Regions from separate parts of the Mus musculus genome. Here region 1 is linked to region 2. A link is a contact called in public Hi-C data. All regions are on one chromosome and are shown on one strand. The core of a region is the stretch at or near the end of the contact, and the rest is flanking DNA. Distances in the headings are between cores, read along the strand shown. Region 1 has its middle 3.1 kb from the start of Gm38913. Region 2 overlaps Gm11419 (a long non-coding RNA gene).

Region 1 (5,578 bases), core at 1,202-3,701, 78 kb after region 2:
CCTAACCCCAGTGACGATTAAATTTACTGAAAGCTGTGCTAGTCACTGATCAAACACTTCAGGGCTGAGGAAGATGGCTCAGTCAATGAAGTTCCTTTGTAAGCATAAGGACTTGAATTCAGATCCTAAGCACTTCCATAAAAGGCTGGCCAGAGCTGTGTGCACCGGCCATCCCAGCACTGTGTGGGCAGAGGCAGGAGGATCCCTGGGGCTTATTGAACAGCTAGTCTGATTGAATCACCAAGCTGCAAGTTCCAGGAGAAACCTTAACTGAAATAAAAATATGGTGAAGAAGAAATAGGGAAAAGGTACCTAAACTCAAGCCTTCACAAATATATGTGCACATGAACACACAGACCATATTAGACACTTTTCAGGGGGGAACCCACTGAACCTTTTTGGCAATACTGCCCATTGGGTCTAGAAGTAGAAGATGAGTTACAGATTCACCCATTCCCATACCCCATGGCTGATGAGCACAGGGCATCTACCCAGTAGACACAAGTGAGCATGCTGCCTGGTCTCAGAGCAACAAATGCTCTAGGGCAAGAGCAGGTCACAGTCCTTAGCCTGTTGATCCAACATCCCCTAAAGGTATCATGTGCCCTCTGGTTGGGGCCCCTGTGCCCTTTATGATAACCAAGTGTTGCAGTTTCTTATTGTGGTTCTCTGTAGGACCACAGGATGACTGGGGAAGTCCCTTTCAGATATAAAGGAAAAGGGGGAGGCCTGCAACACATAGCACCAAAACACTGTTGTGGAATATGAAATCTGAGCAGTGTTGGGTGACATGTGATGCCAAAGATCCTTCTCTGGAATTTCAAATCCAGAAGGAGTTGATGGTGATGGCCAAGAGAAGCAGACTGTAGAGGGATGTATGGAAGACAGGCAAAGCTAGACAGAAAGCTACTCCAGAAGTTGAAGATGCAGCTCATCTCTGTGCTGTATGGTGAAGAACTTACCACTCATAACTGATCATCCACTGGAGGGAGCCAGTCTTCAGTAGAAGCCACATTTGAGCTTGTCTATGTTGCAACTGACACCTTGCTATGTGTGTGTGCACATATGCACACACGTGCATGGCATGGTGGTGGGGGTGCCTTATTGTTTCCATGTATTTTATACTGTATTGTTCCATGGAGCTGGGGGTGAGCACCAGGCAACTCTAGATCCTGCATTATTCAGTCTACTCCTCTTGCCCACATTTTGGGATCCCTGCCACCATTCACTCTGGGAAGACTCTGACAACTTAAAACAGGCTTGAAAAACCACAGCACTCTATAATGCCCCCCTTCCCAGTGCTTCAGATTTGATATCTTTTGATATCCAAACCTGAGAACTTTCTCCTGGTGAGACCCTATAATCCTTCATTCAGCCAATGTCCTTATTTAACAAGGCTTAGAGACTGGAAGGCTGATGGGGTCAGTGCTAGAAGGGCCTGGATCTGCTCACCTCTCTGAGGACCACAGTGTCCTTCTCTCCTCTCCTTTCCATGGAAGACATTACAAGGGAGAAGAATTAAAGCCAGCAGGAAGATCCAAGGCAGACCACTTCCTGTTCTTGAACTGAGCCTGGCAACTCCTTGCTCTTCCTCACCCTAGGAGCCTCAGCACTGAGTGGGTGGAGGAGTCTGGGCAGCCACAGCCCCAGCTTCCTTCTTTCACTCCCTGGAAATTTCCCCAAGGCCCGGTGCCTACTCTGCAGATTGGAGATCTCATTTCATCATTCCTAGACCATGACCTGCCAAGGGGTTCCTTTCATCTCCTGGACTTCCACGTAACGTCCAGGAACAGGATACAAGTCTTTAAAACCCAGGTAAAGCACTCAGAGTAGAGAGGCCAAGAGAAAACTGGACTCCTCCAGTGTGAAGCTATCTGGTGTTTCTGCACATGATGCTCACCGCATAGGAGGAACCCTTTGCCCCTGCAGCAATATTAAGCACCCCTGGGACAATCAGACCACTTACAAATTGTGTGTGTGTGAGAGAGAGAGAGAGAGAAAGAGAGAGAGAGAGAGAGAGAGAGAGAGAGAGAGAGAGAGAGAGAGAGAGAGAGAGAGAGAGAGGTGGGGATCCTCAGATGTCATTCCTCAATTTCTGTCCACACTGATTTTTGACACAAGGTCCACCTTGTGTGTTATGTATGTGTGGATGCCAGCGAACAAGCTCAGACATCATTCCTTAGGTTCTGTCCTCCTGGCCTTTTGGCAGTCTCTCTCACTGGTGTGTAACTCACCAAGTAGGTTAAGTAGCTGGCAGAAGCCATAGTCATCCGACAGTCTCTGCCTTCCCAGCTCTACGACTGCAAGCATGTGCCAACACTGAACTTTTTCATGTGGATTCCTGGATCCAACTCAGATCATCATGCTTCAAAGGCAAGCACTCCACTGACTAAACCATCATGCTAGCCCAGAGCCCTGCCTTTTATAAATGAGAACTATATTTCAAGGAGGACCAGGAGTGAACTCACTGTCTGTGACATGAGTCAGAACTGCAAGTTGGGATACCAGAGTCAGAGCCTGGCTGTTTCCTTGATATCAGCTCTGAGCACAGATGTACTCTGTATTCTATGGCTCTTGGCTAACCTAGAATTGCTTTTGTGAGGTTTTTCCCATGTGTTTGTCTGTTTGTTTGTTTGTTTTACATCCTGATTGCAGCCCCCATTCTCCTCCCAGTCCCCACTTCACATGGCCCCTCCCCCAACCCTTCCCTTTCACCTCTGAGAAAGGAGAGATCTCTCCCTGGTTATCAACCTACTAGGGTACCTCAAGTCATTGTAGGACTAGGCATATCCTCTCCCAATGAGACCAGACAAAACAGACAAGTTAGGGGAACAGGATCCAGAGGCAGGCTAAGCCCCCACTCCAGTTGTCAAGGGACCCAACATCTGGATGATGAAGCATACTATGGATATGTAGCAGATGAAGACTGAGCAGCACAGTTGCTACACATGTGTGGGGTGTCTAAGTCCAGCCCTTGCATATTGTTTGATTGGTGGTTCAGTCTCTGGGAGCCCCCAAAGGGTTAATTAGGTTAATTAGGTGGCAGTTATATTTTCTTTTATAGTCACATGAAACTAACATGTAAAGCTGAGAGTGGGGGTAATGATGGCCAACCATCTTAGTGCATGGCTTTTTGACATGGTCAGTCAACATGCAGGCTCACAAGTGGCAAGGTTGCTCTGACATGGTGGTTTTAATGCCCAGTATCAGCTTCCTGGAAGCCAAGATTATGGTTGCTGGTCTGTAGCTACTCCTTCCTTCTCCTGCTCACCCAACCTTCTCCCACCACTGGGGGAAGTGCCTCCCCAATACATTGCAATACATCCCAGAACATTCTCACACCCCCACTCCGCCTTGTTATCTCCATCTAATCTATCCTTAACTTGGAGAATGACACATTATCTGTGAAGAGAGAGAGGCAGCAACGGCCATATCATATTGGTCATGTTTTCCTTTCCAGTGGACAGGATGGAGTGAGATGAGAGGGGATCTAGGTAGGGCAGACAAGGGAAGGGCAGACAGGAGACAGAAGTCCTAACTGGCAGTCTTTGGATGTTACTCTATGTGAAAAAAAAATCAGAAACTTCAAGATGCCAATCATGGTACTATATTTGGGAGGATCTTAAGGTGCCAAAATGTGCAACCTGGATTCATTCCAAAGGTCAAAAAGAATCTATCACTAAGGGTACTTGAGGTAGCCAGGAAGAGAGGAGGCATAATTAGTGGTGTGCTTCTGGTCTCTATCGTAACCTAGGAAGGAAAAGTAGAGAACCAGCAACTCACAGTAATAACAAGCTATGCTGTGACTTGTGCAAGATATATAGTCCTAAGGACAGACCCGAGGAACTGGAATCAACTCCCTAAATATCACACAGTGCTAATTACTCTCTTACTACCTTACTAAGCCCCAGTGCAGAGGTACATAGTATAAGACCCCCGAAGCTGGGCCTCTGCTCAAGTCCTGGGATGAGCTGGCCAGCACCCCAATGACCCGAAAGAAAACCACACCTGATGCAAACTGCAAGAGGTTTTATTATCAGATAGCTGAGGATGAACTCCTCATGCCTCGCAGGGCAGGGGAGTTCAACCCCGAGTGGTAACAGTAGAGGGCTTTTAACAGCTAGCTGAGGAATTGGGAGGAGTTGGGAGGAGAGTTGGGAGGAGTTGGGAGGAGTTGGAAGGGGTTGGGAGGAGTTGGGAGGAGAGTTGGCCACAGCTCCTTTCTGGCGAGGGGGGCAGGGGGGGTGAGCTGTAGCCTCCTCTCTGGTGTCTCTCTCTATGTCCTTGTAGGGCTTCCTACAATTATCACATCTCTGGCAGTAAGGCACAGAAACAAAAAAGGCTTTTTTGCTGGCTATAGAGAACAAAGAGCTTTTTTCTGGCTGTATTTTTAGAGATCAGGGGAAACAAGCTTGGGAACATCCAGAGGCTTTACCTTCCTGGGAGAAACGCTCTAAGTTGGGGTCTCGCAATAGCATGTACTCAGAGATAGGGGTGCTTCTTCCTGGAAGTCCCCCCAGATGTCCTGTGCAGTATGCAAACTTGGCCAACTTTCCTTTTCCAAATTGGGACTCGCTGAGGGAACCAGCCTTCTCCCTGCAGTGGAGCCCAACTGAGCCTGCAAGTCTGAGCAAGACGGGGTGCCTTCTGCAGAAAGCAAAGTCTGGAGCATGAAGCACCAGCAGCATGCTGACCAGGGAGCTGGGATGAACTGATGCTGGTGCCACAAGTGGCACGGAACCCCTGTAGAAAAAGATACATCAAGTTTGTCCTCTTGGCCTCATTTTTCCACTCTATCCAGTGGGGATGGGCCTGCAACCCAGGCAAGAGATGGAGGAATGTGGTGCACAAGTTCACAGATTCCTACCGCTCTAGGAGTCATGTTTCTCAGCAGTATGATTCCATGTACACAGTGTCATGTGTACACAGAGTAGGGAAGAGTTAGTAGAAAAACTAGTTCAAATGTATATTCTAGTGTCCTCATTGCAGGACTAATAGTCTTGCCATAGCATAGGCACTGCCTAAGATAGCTACTCAAAGTCCTAGGGACAGTATCAACTAAGCAGGCTCATTCATCTTCCCGCCAGATCCTGTAGCTCTGGGTGTCTCTTTTGCCACCAAGATTTCACCGTCAAGCACCAGTCAGGACTAATGGCCCAGCCCAATCTCAGATCACACAAGACTATGGCAAAAGGATGGCAGAGATGTCTCCACATAGTCTGTCAGTAGGCAAAGCCTGTGATAGTGAGCAAGCTTTAAAAGATGGCGGGGAATAATGACAGGCAGAATGGTAACATGGCCACCATGCACCCAGCTTCAGACAGATATTTCTTACACATCTTCTGTGATGCTCTGCCTCTTGACACCATAGAGGTGTTTACCCATCAGTCCTCATGGAAGCATTACACACCACCCACTGTTGAAACCTTGATGTCTCTTCAGTCTGTGACTCTACACTGAACTGTCAGGGAAATCTGTGCCCATCTTGCTCACATTTGTACTAGATTGCTGGGTTCTAGTTGAGATACTGACCAAAATCACCCAGACTGCTCTTGAAAACAGGTATCCGGGTGCTGTC
Region 2 (5,317 bases), core at 1,652-4,151:
GTCTGCTTATGATGTAAAAAATCACCTGCAGTCACATTTGCAATGCCTCCTCCCATGTTAGCTGCACAGTTGGGAGGATCATCCTTATTACTGAATACAGTTTAAAATCATCTGTGCTTATTGCTGTATAGCATTCCTTGGTGTAGCATGCCTCTACAATGCCACAGAGGGAAGCCAGTCCTGTCAATAATTAGTTCTTGGTCGTTGTGCATCCATATTGGTAAAAACACATTTCCCCTCTTCTACGCATGACACACAAAAGCCAATGGCAGATGGAGCATAGGTAAATGCGACGATTAGATTTGTATCATCTAAGAAAATATGTTTGCCAAAGAGTCAGAATTCTTAACCAGGTTACAAAAAATGTGAATAATGAGAGAAAATGCATGCATCAGATGACATCAAAATTCCAGGGATGTGGTCAAGGCCATTGTCTTTGTTAGGATTTTATTGCTGTGAAGAGACCCCATGATCAAGGCAACTCTTATGAAGGGAAACATTTCATTGGGGCTGGCTTACAGTTTCAGAAGTTCAGTTCATGACCATCATGGTGGGAAGCAGGACAGTGTGCAGGCAGACATGGTGCTGGAGGAGCAGAGAATTCTACATCTTGATTCAAAGATAGCTAGGAGAAGACCGTCTTCCCCACTGGAAGGAGCTTGAGCATAGGAGCCCTCAGAGCCCACCTACCCAGTGACATACTTCCTCTAACAGAGCCCGCCTACCCAATGACATACTTCCTCTAACAAGGACACATCTCCTCCAATAAGGCCACACCTCCTAATTGTGCCACTCCCCATGGGCCAAGCATATTCAAACCACCACAGCCATGTAAGAGTGAAAAGCAACAAACACAAGTCGTGATCTGCGACTGATGTGTATGTAAACACAACCCCCCTGACATGACAAGACTCTTTCAAAATCAGGCGATTAAAACATACAACCAACCAGAAGGAACACTATTGTGAGGCTTTCACAGACCCACTTGCTATAAAAATAGGACACGAGGCTTCTATAACATTTATAGCTGTTGTCCTTTATCTGGGACAGACTTCTGCTAGCTTCTAACTTCACCTGACTTCCCAGCCTGGGCCCCACCACATAGCTAGCTCTTTACCTTCCTGCTCTCCTGTGCTCCCTTCTCTTCCCTTCCACGTCTGTTTCAAATTCTCCTGCCTCTACTTGTATTTCTCTCTCTCTCTCTCTCTCTCTCTCTCTCTCTCTCTCTCTCTCTCTCCCTGCCTGGAAGCTCCACCCTCCATACTTTCTGCCCCAGCTATTGGCTGTCAGCTTTTTATTATAACCAATGAGTGCTCTCTGCCCTTCATGTTTTTGGCAGGTCCTGAAGGCAGCATTTACGAATAGAAAAGCCAGTGATGAGGCTTGGAAATCGTGATACCAAAATCCTGCCAGCACGTGGCTCTCTGCTGATACAGAATTAACAACTGAAAATACAGAGATATGCCTTAATAGCAGTGTGAAGAAAGACCACCCCAATAGGACACAGAAATGACTAATAAAACTATAAAGATGTATTCTGTCTTAGGAGACATGGAAAAGAAAATCCAAACTTTACTCACATAAGGACGGCAAAGTAGATATGACAGAAAATAATAAGCGTTGGCAAGAGTGCATGTACCTGGTGCTGCTGGGGGCATTGTAAATCGACACAACTGCTCTGGGAACCTATTTAGCAGTATCTACTAGAAGACTACTTTTCCATACAATACTGTGTACCAATCCTACTTCTAGGAACAGACTAGACAATATGCTGACATTTGGTCACTCGTGACTTGCATGAACATGTTCTTATATGGAACAAAAATATTTGTGGCAGCATTATTTATAACAGCTCCAAACTCGGAAGCAATGTAGACACAGATCAACAGTAACATGAGGAAGGAAACCATAGTACACTCTCAGAGCAGAATATTATATGGCAAGGGACAGGAACACTGAAAGGTTATATTCAACAATGCACACACTCAATTTGACAAAACTAGAAGCACCTGAGAAACATCTTAATTGAGGAACTATCTAAATCACAATGGCCACTGGGCATCCCTGTGGGGGGGGACTTATTTGATTGCTAAGTGATGTAGGAAGACTCAGCCTGTTGTGGGTGGCATTATTTCATGGGCTGAGACATGAACTGTGTAAGGATGAAGAAAGCTAGCAGCCTGTGAGTAACCTAGCAAGCAGACATGAAGGGCATACTTGGCTCTCTGTTTTTTTTTTTTTTTTTTTGGTTTTTTTTTTTTTTTTTTGGCCTGTGGATGTCATGCCTAAGTTCCTGCCTTAATTTCTCTGCAATTGTGAGCTGTAACTTGGAATCATTGGCCAATAAACTCTTCTTCTCTATTGTCTTTTGGTCAGGATTCTTTACCACTGCAGTAGAAAACGAAACTAAGACACCATTCAATGTTGGTGAAGATGAGATAAAATGATGGGGATATTAACTGGTACTTTATTTCTGAGAGATGTTAGTATATACACATGCATGTACGCATGCGCACGGGGGTGGGGGGAGGGAGGGAGGGAAGGAGGGAGAGAGAGAGAGAGAAGCTAGGAAACTCCACTTTTATGATTTATTTTTAGGGAAAGAATCAGATATTTTAAAGAGATGTGCAAAAGAAGAGTAATCAAGGTATTATGTGTAATAAAAAAGAAGCAAGACCAGCCAAATGTGAATTCTTCCTCCTTGAGATCTCTAGAAAGCTCTTCTGTAACTAATCTCTTCTACCATAAGGTGGCACCGGAGAGCACACAGAGCTGTCATGCCTATCCAGGCCACCAGGGGGCAGCAAGGCCCCACCAACTTCTGCTCCCAGACTCCACAGAGCCTTCCCTTGCCTCTTTCCTCCAGTTGTGGCTGTTGTCAGCCCAGACACCTGCCTGGCAGAAAAGGGAGACTTAAATGAAAGAGGATGGGAATTCACCCAAGTCCTCCGTACACAACAAGCACCGCTCTCCAGGTTTAATAAGCCGTATCTCATTACCTCTTAACCCCACATCATGGGCATGATTTCTCATCAAGTTAAACAAGCAGGCTCTGAGGAGGACACGCTTCCCATCGCTGAGCTCTAAGTAATAGAGACACGGTTTAAATCCAATCTTTCCGCTATAATGCTGCCCAGACCTGAAGCCCCAAATGCCCTGAGTGTAGTGTGCCAGGGTGTGAGTGGAAACAGTTTCTACTTCACCTGCTTTTTGCTTGTTAACTCTTCCTGACTAGACGAGGCAGAGACTGTAATGCGCTTTAAAGGTAGGGAAGCTGGGTGGGAAGCTAACAAACCTGCAAAGAGCCCACTGTTGGCAGAGCTGGAGCCACTGCTGGAATCAGGGTCTGGCTTCCAATCTTGGAATTCAACCTCTGAACAGATATAGGGAGCTTATTGGGGGTTTGTGAGATGGTAGGGGTTAGGACTGTAGAAGAAGTGTCAGACAGTACTTCTAGCCCCATGCCTACTCCCATGGTACCAAATAATGTCCTCCTTTTTCTCCTTGCCCCTTGGGACTCCCAGGGGTTTCAAAAACTCCAAAAAAATCCATCAGATACTCCCAAGGCTTCTAACACCCGTAACTCTCCACTTGTGTGACCAGGCAGCCCTTGCTGAGTATCTCCTAAATGCCAGACTTTAATTGCAGAAGCACATGCCCTCAAAGTGGAGGCGAGTGGCTTTGTAAAGCCAAATGAAAAGAAAGCCACAGAGGGCAGCCTTGGGTGACTAAGCACCATATGACTGGCACAGAATTTCTGCCCGGGTCAGCAAGGACTTCCTGAAGTTGGGGAAGGGGCTCTCTCTGTGCCTTGGAAGAAAGTATGGCTTGAAACGCGGAGAGAGATTGGGGTACAGCCTTGGCATGAGTGGGGTGCTTCTGTGAGAATAAGGAGGTGGCCAGGCTGGAAGGAGGGGGTCCTAGAGAGATGGTTTGAGTTGGGCCCCAGTGAATTGGAGCATATTATGAGATTCTCAGGCCCCACTAATTTTATAAGCAGGTGGCTCCTGGTGGCTCCAAGCCACTCGAGGGAGGGAAGAATCTGAGAGTCCATGGGAGCCATCTCTGGGAAAGATTGTTGCAAGCTGGTGTGAAGGAGAAGGATGAATGGCCCCTGTTGGGGTGGAGAGGTAGGCACCTGGGTTGCCAGCAGGTCTCCCTGTAAAGGAAGCTACACGGGTAGTCTGTGACAGCATCTTACTTTCTCTTAGGCCCTGGAAGGTCTGTGCAAGGACCACCTCCAAGATGGTCTGTAGGAGTGTCAGTTGAGGATGTTAAGGTCCCTGGACTCAGACCAAAAGAGATAGGAGTTACACTGCCTCAGGGCAAAAGCTTTCTGGGATCAATAACACTATATACGATCAATAACACTATATACGACCTTTGTATCATGGCCATAGCAGAACCTAGGTTGACTAAACATAAGAGATATTCAGCCTGAGGTCAGTGAGAACATGGAGGACTGGGAGAACCCAGTCTCTCTCTAACCCAGAGAGTGGAACATCATTCCCAGAACTGCAGCAGTGTGGAGAACTGAGTGGCAGTCTGACTTTCAGGTTTGGAAATGACAGGAAAGGATTCTTGGTGGCTGGGATGTTAAAGGTGATAAGAATCTTGGAGGTAGGGGACCTCGGAGGAATCCACCAGCGTGGCCAAGAACCTGATTCATCTGTCACCTGGAAAGGAGGGAGTTTGGGAGGGATGCCTGAGAAGGCTCAGGAGAGAGGTGGGAAGGAAGCACGTTTATCTACGTGCTTCCCTCCAGCTCTGTGGGTGTGGCTGGAGGTATGGACTACAGATCCAGTCCCCAAGTTTGCATGGCCAGGGTAGGCGCTAAAGGTTTTCCCCTGAAGACAAGCAGGATCCTGCCCTGTCTCAGGCAGCAGTGGCCTGATGGTGGCTGAGGCCAGGCATCCTTTAGAGGCAGCCCGAGCTGGTGGGGGTGTTAGAACCACGGCAGAAGGAAAGGGGGAAGGGAGAACAATGGAGTCCCATGGGAGAGACATGGAATTGGAACCAGGGGCAAAGCAGCACTGTATGTCATGAGAATTGAGGGAAAATTGTCAAGCATGTACACACACACACACACCCATTAAACACATGCATAGAGAAAACACACACACACACACACACAGAAAGAGAGAGAGAGAGAGAGAGAGAGAGAGAGAGAGAGAGAGAGAGAGAACAGAGAGAGGGTAGTTTTCTGTATTCTCAAGCTTTCAGGTTTCCAGAAGACAAGACTATCTGTGGACTCTAAGACAGGAGAGCTTATAATTGAAAGTTGTTGCGCGGTCTGGGGAGATGACTCAGTCAGTAA

What was found. A called contact is a pair of places that touch in the nucleus more often than the background predicts.
Region 1: a contact with region 2 is called in a Hi-C map of bone marrow-derived macrophages, with 2.6 times the contacts expected there. The contact joins two enhancer-like sites. A contact is called at or near these places in 1 of 15 datasets of contacts at CTCF or cohesin (the NIH/3T3 cell line), 8 of 484 Hi-C or Micro-C datasets (bone marrow-derived dendritic cells, bone marrow-derived macrophages, cerebral cortex and 3 more), 3 of 115 datasets of contacts at active chromatin or transcription factors (the NIH/3T3 cell line, bone marrow-derived macrophages and embryonic fibroblasts) and 2 of 9 other capture datasets (adipose tissue and liver).

The regions. Positions count from the first base shown.
Region 1 is chr11:82,071,555-82,077,132 of GRCm38.p6, forward strand. No RefSeq gene overlaps it. Among named protein-coding and RNA genes, the nearest start is that of Gm38913, 3.1 kb to the left of the region's middle. Within about 2 kb of position 2,452, at least 5 of the 459 cell types and tissues checked have an H3K27ac peak or open chromatin away from gene starts, as enhancers often do. A contact at or near this core is called in bone marrow-derived macrophages, where this site is marked.
Region 2 is chr11:81,993,565-81,998,881 of GRCm38.p6, forward strand. It overlaps Gm11419 (a long non-coding RNA gene), which reads left to right. Exons shown (of 6, transcript XR_003949730.1): 6 at 1,340-2,216. Among named protein-coding and RNA genes, the nearest start is that of Gm31522, 9.1 kb to the left of the region's middle. Within about 2 kb of position 2,902, at least 21 of the 459 cell types and tissues checked have an H3K27ac peak or open chromatin away from gene starts, as enhancers often do. A contact at or near this core is called in bone marrow-derived macrophages, where this site is marked.